Regions from separate parts of the Mus musculus genome. Here region 2 is linked to region 1. Evidence: chromatin contacts called from public Hi-C data. All regions are on one chromosome and are shown on one strand. The core of a region is the stretch at or near the end of the contact, and the rest is flanking DNA. Distances in the headings are between cores, read along the strand shown.

The links. Hi-C and Micro-C count contacts between places; a contact is called where the count stands out from the background.
Region 2: a Hi-C map of uterus shows a contact between it and region 1. The contact joins two enhancer-like sites. A contact is called at or near these places in 1 of 484 Hi-C or Micro-C datasets (uterus) and 1 of 9 other capture datasets (embryonic stem cells).

The regions. Positions count from the first base shown.
Region 1 is chr17:70,458,559-70,462,484 of GRCm38.p6, forward strand. The region is part of intron 1 of Dlgap1 (DLG associated protein 1); the gene reads left to right. Among named protein-coding and RNA genes, the nearest start is that of Dlgap1, 36 kb to the left of the region's middle. Within about 2 kb of position 1,798, at least 3 of the 459 cell types and tissues checked have an H3K27ac peak or open chromatin away from gene starts, as enhancers often do. A contact at or near this core is called in uterus, where this site is marked.
Region 2 is chr17:71,249,658-71,253,583 of GRCm38.p6, forward strand. It overlaps Emilin2 (elastin microfibril interfacer 2), which reads right to left. Exons shown (of 8, transcript NM_145158.4): 8 at 2,515-3,436. The coding sequence ends at 3,099. Lpin2 (lipin 2) reads left to right here. Exons shown (of 20, transcript NM_001357791.1): 20 at 1-161. Among named protein-coding and RNA genes, the nearest start is that of Emilin2, 59 kb to the right of the region's middle. Within about 2 kb of position 1,689, at least 106 of the 459 cell types and tissues checked have an H3K27ac peak or open chromatin away from gene starts, as enhancers often do. A contact at or near this core is called in uterus, where this site is marked.

The DNA of each region.
Region 1 (3,926 bases), core at 548-3,047:
CAAAATTTCCCTTTAGTAGTGTTGTTACAGTTAGAAAATTTAAAGGAACAGTCCTTTGGAAGGGCTGGCAAGGAGAAGATGGTCTTTACAGGATTAATTTTCCTCCAGCCACGTCGTATAGAAGCAGGATTCAGAGGGCCATGGAGCTCGCCCATCAGAGATGGTTCATGTGCAGCAAAGCCATTTCTAAGCTTCAGAGGTGCTCGTTACTGCTGTCATTCATACGCACCCGTGGTGTGTTGTTTAGTTTGTGCCCTATACTAGGAAAATGATCCTAGGCAACACTGAAACACTCCCTGCTCTCCCAGACCTTAGCGCATAGTAGAAAAGAGCCAAGCTAATCTAAGAGTTAAGCAAGTGTAGACTTTCACCTGCTGAGTGCCCCTGAGGGCAGCCCTGTTTCCAGAAGACTCTACTATGCCAGAGAGAATTGGACTCCATAACAGGGTGCCAACTGACCTTAGGTTGAAAGGATTTAAGAAAATAAACAGCAGAGGGGAGAATCATTCCAAGAGAAAGTACTTCCGTGTGTAAACACCGAAATGTGTTATTCTATCCCTTAATTTGGAGCCAACAGAATGCCAACATGCCTCTCCATAAATGATGAAATGCAGTCTTTGCTTCTGTGGGAGAGACTTTCTGTCACAATTAACTACTCTCGGAAGGACGTTAGAGGTGGCGAAGCTATTATTCTTTAAGTGGTGAATATACTCGTGAAGAGTCTTTACCAAGTTGTTCCTGAGCATAGAAATATTTGTTGATGTGAAAATACCTCTAATATGGAAAATACCTCTCCCTCTGCCCTGAGTTCAGGCTTTGTTAAAAGTCTGTGGTACATCTGGTATGTTCTACACCTCCTGTATCACAGGATTTATATAAATTAATTCGTTTTCCATAGAAAGACAACGTTTCCTGGTAGACTGCAAATGTGTTCACAGGTGGTCTTCAGGAAGACCAGAAGGATTCATGCTACTATTTAGTATAATTATTACTAACACCTTATTTAGGTTATGAGTGATCTCAGAAAGATAGAAAATAACAAACTTCCTTTTGAGAGCAAAGGATAAGCTAGTATTCAAACCAAATGTTTGCTGTGATATTAACAGCAAATAGTTACACATTGTGCTAGGTCAGCCACATAAATACAACTCAATCTTATATATATAATGAATTCGATATTATATAATATGCATTATGTATTATAATATATAATATACAGTGTAAATTATATATGTGTGTATTAGAACACTGTGTGCATGTATGCATACATATATGTAGATGTGTATTATATATATGTGTGTGTGTATATATGCATATGAGTGTGTTATTTATTATCTATACTAAAGTAATAGGATCCTGTGAGAAAAATAGAACCCATGTTATCTGACTCAAGAGAAGGAATTTAAACTGGGAAATTAGTTGCAGAGACTGGAAAGAGCTGGCTAAGCAGAAGTTACAAGAGAACCCCACTCCACCCTAGCCTGAGGCCTGGAGCTTAAGGAAATACTCCCACAACTCAAAGATGCTGCAAGGTTTCAAGAAATCCAAGGCTTCAGGTTAGTGCTACAAGGAAATGAGGCCACTTGCAGCACGTGGTACGGACCAAACATCTATACACATAAAAGAAAAATAAATCTTTAAATTATTAGCTAGATGTGTACAGGTGTAAAAGGAGTTTCGACTTGACCCCTGAAAGTACCTTGGATTGCCATAAACACAGTCTCTAGGACACTCAGTCCAATAGTTCCAGAATTCTAATGGCAGTGATCCAGCTGGGATGGAAGCACGGTGCCTCGGAGATTGCAGGAGAAGGTCACTGAGACCCAACCTCCCACTCTCCAGCTGCCTTCTCACAGATGTGGGTCCACTCGAAATAGACCAAGAGCTTTAGCCCATTTATTCTGAGTGACCCGTCCCTAAATACACCACGTGGTGATGGGAAAGCTACAAATACTTCCTCAGATTAAAGCGGTGATGCCTGAAACGCCATGTCAGAGGATAAATGAGAGGAATGCTGAAACACGCAAGTTTTTTTTTTTTTCCTTTCCATCAAAGTTCTGTGTTAATTTTAGCCATGACTCAGATGTTTCTGGCATCCTTTATTAGCAACAAGTCAGAACCTTCAATTAAGAGTAACTTCAGGACCATAAGAAAAATGATAGGACTTTCCAGAAAGGCTTTGATTATAGGTCTGATTACTTTTAATATGTAATAATTTTCTTCCATAAAGAAAAACTGCTTTAAAGAGTAATTTGTGGAAGATGGAGAGATGGCTCAGTGATCAAGAATATATGCTATTTTTTTTTTAAGGGACAAAACTTCAGTTCACAGCACCCAGGTCTGGAGGCTAACTGTCTTAACTCCAGCTCTAGACTAGTGCTCTCTTCTGGCCTCTGGAGGAATCTACACACACACACACACACACACACACACACACACACACACAGAGGCACATGCCCATGAATACAGGCACATAAATAAGAGTAACACCTTTTTTTATATAAAAATTGAGTTTTTTTATTTGTGCATTTGAAAGTCTTTCAAGCCCTCCTCGAGTGATTTTATAATTTAAATAATTAAATTAAGTATTAAAGCATATATAGGTATATATGATCAAATGCATTTTGATTCGGCTTAGGATGTGATTAATTTCTTCTTTTTTATTTTTTTATTATATTATAAGCTTCTTTCATTACTTGGTTTGTTTTGATTTCATTATTACCAAGATAAAACATTTTAAAACATTCAATAAGGTAAACTTCTAAACTTCATTCAGTATTCTTCAAGAGAGCCTCATCTATATTTCTTTTTTGTTTTACATAATATTTTCTCTTTTATTAAACTAATAAAATTTTTTAGAATATACAACTCAGTATTGACATTTTTAATTCATCAAAATAATTTATAATAGTTAAATGCCTCTTAAATATACACGATATCTTCTGAAGCTAAAACTAATATGCACTCAACCCATTTTTAAAATCTATTTAAAACATTAAACATAATAGAAGTAGAAAAAATCTCTTATGAAGTCCTCTATGAAAGGATATTGTGACAAGTTTATTTATTTTAATTTGGCTTGGGAGGTGATTAATTTCTTAATGTTTGACTTCATGTATGAAATGCTAACTTTTAATTACTTCATTACTACTTATGGAAACGATAATTGATACATTACTATAATTGATACATTACTGAGTCTTCAGCTTTATTTAGTCTGACAACGAATCAAGCCTCACATTACATGTCTGTCCCCAACATTGTCAGACACAGTCATTCATGTACCAGAGAAATCCACAGAGTGTCATCATGTCTCTGGCTATCCTTAGAGCTAACGGTGTAGAATAAGATAACACTGGAGGCTAAAGGTTGTTATTTCTCATCCTTTTAACCCCAGTTATGAAAGCAACATAATCAGGAAAATGAATAAATTGCCCAAGGCCATAAGCTCCTTAACCAGAAAACTATTGACATTAAATACTGACATCAAACACATTAATAAGTATTAAGATTTGAGGTTAGAATCAGTCCTCTACAAGATGGCTTTAACAACCAATTCAGGAGGGACAGTGTTCATCTCTCTAAACCCAAGATCTATATGTTGGGGAGACAGGAAGCCACAGAGAGGCTGGAAGCAGTCCACTTGCATTTCTTTTTCAAATTAGTAAATAGAACCAGTGAGAAAAAAAACCAATATGAGATGGTGGAGTGCTGGCCTTGAGTCTGTGTTCATTGCCCATGCCAGACTTCCTCAGGTGTAGTGAATAGCATCTTTTCTGAGGGGTGTCATCTGCCTTTCCGTGGGTTGACCGATTTACTGATTTGCAAATTCCGTGGCTGGTCCCTGCCCGTGGAATTCCTTCCCTCATGCCAGGCTCGAAATGAGCACATCTTTTTCACAGTAGATAATCTCCACCTTTGTGCTT
Region 2 (3,926 bases), core at 439-2,938, 790 kb after region 1:
AGTGCCACTAAGCAGCTTTAAGTTGTCCGTAATCATTGTAAACATCAGTGCAGTACCTTCAATATGGTAAAGATGTTGTCTTCAGATGAATGGCTCATATTTTGGTGCAGTGTTTGATGTTCACAAAAAAATGTTACAATAATAAACTAACATAAACTGATTGCATTGGGCTCCTTCCTTCAGGGACTTTGACCGTATCAGTGCCAGAGATTGATAATTACAATTACCAGTTATACATAAACATCACTTTGGCTTTGCTGACTTGCTTGTCTAAAGGAGGGACGACCTCTTCCTGTTGCTCCCTTGCAAACCCTGGCTCCAGAAGAGAAGCTCCGCCCACAGGAACTATGTCTGCCTTGTAGATTCTGTCAAGAAGTGATTTGTCCATCCATCATTTCCCTACACTCTAGTTCCCACACCAGCCCTTCAGAGTCTCCTGGCCATGCTGCTCAGTTTTAATGCCTCACCTTTATTAAGCCTTTCCTGGGTAGCAGCAGGTAACAGTCCATCAGATTAACAGAGTACCCATGAACTTTTTGTAGCACAAGCCCACATCATATGATTGATGGCAAAAGTTAATGTGACATCATCCTCCCTCAGGTCACTGGGCAGCAGATACTACGTCTGCTGGATCGCACAGGAACCACAAGTCTTGGCAGTGGGGCTATATTTTTGTCCTAGAAAATATCTGATTCCTCTAGGCAGTTTTAAGTGCTATGAGAGGATAGAGTTTGGCAGCCCTCACCCCTGTACCTGCATGTGTACCTCCTTCCATGGTAAGATGGCACAAGAGAAGCACAGATTGTGTTTACAAAGTGGATGGGGGCCAGACACCGCCACTCTTGAGACTGTAGGCCTGGAGTTATGGTATCCACTTCCTTTCATGAAGCAGATACGTGGGAAACAAGACCAATCGTCACTGGGAATGCTGACTATATGCTAATCTGGAAATGATTTAAAATACACCTCAGGCATTCCTCCTTGCAGATCCCATTTAATAGTATTTAGTCATTTTAATGGTGCCGTTTGGTGGTGGTACGTATCAAGGGCAAATTGCTCCAGTTCTTAAAAAGCACTGCCTTTTTCTCAAGTCACCAAAGCTCCCTGATTAGAGAAGTTGTACCCTGAACCTGGTGACCCTGTGGTATGTACCAGTCACTTAGTCCTCTTAGGAGGACTACTTGAGGCCAGCATCAATTAAAAGTACTGAGTAAGTACTTAAACTCTGTTTATACCTCTGACTCACTCATGGACACATGACTAGAAGGGGTGTGGTGACTTAGGGAGGGGCCATTGCTCCAAACTCCCCTCCTCCAGACACGCTCTAGCTGTCCCTGTTTTTCATCTCCAAAAAAAGACTGGGGCTCCCATTTTAAACCCATCTCCTGCGTGGGCTGGAGTCCAGTTTGCATCCTGTTTTGTCTTCCAGTGAGCACATGCCTACTGCTGTGGCCCAGCTCACTCCGCCTTGCTTGTTGGATAGAGCGAGCTAGCTAAGTGCACCTCTGCCAGTAACGAAGTCACACACTGGATGATCAAGGTCTGTTGGATGCTCGAGAGACCTGTCTGGGAATGGGGAACACAGTGGCCGTACATCTCCGGTCGGGCCCCTGCCTTACAGCCACTGAACACTTGGCCACTTTGGCACTGAATATGGTCTTCAAAGAAGAGGGAAGGAAACGGACAGAAACATTCGTGTGAGCCAGCCGGGCTTTCCTAAAAGTACTGCTGCTCAGGGTTTTCCATGCGTCATTTCTCAGACAGCAGAGGGCACGCTGACCTTGGTAGCCAACTCCCCAGCTGTGGAAAACCGGGCAGTCCATGACCCGCCTTCCAAATATCCCATAATAACTTTGCAGACAGTCCTTGGAACCTAGTATATTTTGACTACATTAGACTCTTCTGCCAACTGGTTTAGGAGCAAGGCAAGGCTATTGAAACTGGTTTCCCTGTCTGCGCCTTCCACTAGGGACCTGGGGGAGTTGCCTTTCCCTACAGGTGCTGGCTGACAGACCTGGGTGCCTAGAGCTGTGTGCTGCTGTTGGGAAAGTGTCGTGTCAGGCCTCCCAGACCCAAATGTGCTTGTCTTCTCAAATGATCTCCGTTTCCAGCCGGCCCCCCATTTTATATGGGGGGGGGGCTTGTTGCTTAGGAACCAGAGTTTGTAGCCAGAGTTTGTAGTGCTATCTCTGCCAGTGAGCTGTGCAGTGGAGCAACAAGAAGTCAGGCTCATTAGCCTGCAACCAGCTCACCTCCCCTAACAGAGGCCCTCTTCAGCCGCAGGGCCACGGTACACCCTGACCTTCAAGGACATCTGGATGTGGTTTTCCAGCCAAAATCAAACCCCAAATGTCTAAAGCCTGGAAGCTGGCAGGTATGGGATGTTTTACATAACGACTGGGGTTAATTTACACAGTATTCTTTCAGCCATAAAAAATGCTCTAGTTTGTTCCCACCCCACCCCCGCCCCCGGTAACTCCCAATCCATAAGGCGCCAAATACAGAAAAGGAACATAGTGATTCCAACATCTTTATTGACGCTCCCTGTCTTTGCACTTATATTGTACATGTCATTTAAGGAGCCTGGCAAGTTTCATAAATAATGTCTCTCACATCCACCTTGGTAGCAGGGCCCAGGGGAACAGAGATCAGTACCAGACGGTAACAGCAACCAAGTGTGGAACAACAGCCCATGTTAAACTCTCTGGGTCCAGGCCACATAAGCACTTCAGTGTTTAAATCTTCTACGTGCAGTGTAGAGAGGCGCATCCGCTACAGTGTCTTCCAGCTGCATCAGGCCCAGGCCAGTCGGAACAGCACCAAGTAGATTCAACCCAAGAACTTCGAGCAGAGCTGGCTTATAGGCGGCACAGGAGAAGCCAGCTTCCAGCCAAGGGGACATAACGAGTCTTCTGGTTGTCCAGTGACAGAAGTAACCATGTGTCACTTCCACAGCTGTCTGGAAACGAGGGATGGCAGGCTTTTATCCTGGGGGCAGGCAGAGTGTGTGCAGCAAGCTAGATCAGTGCTCCAGTTACATAAACCAAATATATTAAAGCTTTGGAGTTTTCACAGCCTTTCTTCCCTTCCTGGTCTCCCTAGAGGTGAGAAAGGAAAGGGTACAAGAAAACACCACTGAAGGTGGAGTACATTTCATCAAAGTCTGTGTGAGCCAGTCTGCCCCCAGTCACCACAACATTGACTCCATCTCCTGCCTTCAAGTGCACAATGAGGTGGAAGGCCCCCGGGCCCCCACAGGTATGCACAGCCCCAGGGGGACGATGGTATTCCAGGAACTCTCTCCTGTACCCAGCCGTGTGCAGCTGGGCAACACTGGCGTTGGAGACAGACAGGACGGCTTCCACATAGGTGTCTCTCTCAGGGGTGAGGGTGGCTGTGATCAAGTAGCGCCCGTCGTATGGTGCGGTGAAGATCCCTACAAAAAGCCAGACACAGGTGAGCTGATCTGGTGTCTTTGACGCCCACACCCTGGCTTCAGACTACCTTGGACCCATCTCACACAAGGCCACTTGAGATTGCCACCGATTGCCCCCTGGGTTTTAGCACCCATTGACTTGGATAGGTCAAGATGCTTAGTCACCAAACCTGTAGAAGGAAGGCTGACTTGAGAGTGTACCACCTACTCACATCTCTGTTCCCAGAATGAATATCACCGCCCCCCCCCCAGTGACAGGTGCATTCTAGACAGGCTTTCTACCATGCACATAACAGCCCCAGTGTGGCCTCTCACACATGCAAACCACAGACTTGGGCCACTCTTCATTTCAGAGCCAACTGTCCTGGGCTTGTAACATCCAAAGAGTAAGACCTCCAATACCCCAGGACTAAGAGTAATTCTTGCCTAAATTTACAACAGTCCAGGAAACAGAAGCCAGCCACGGCCCTACTGGGACAGCAGCCAATTT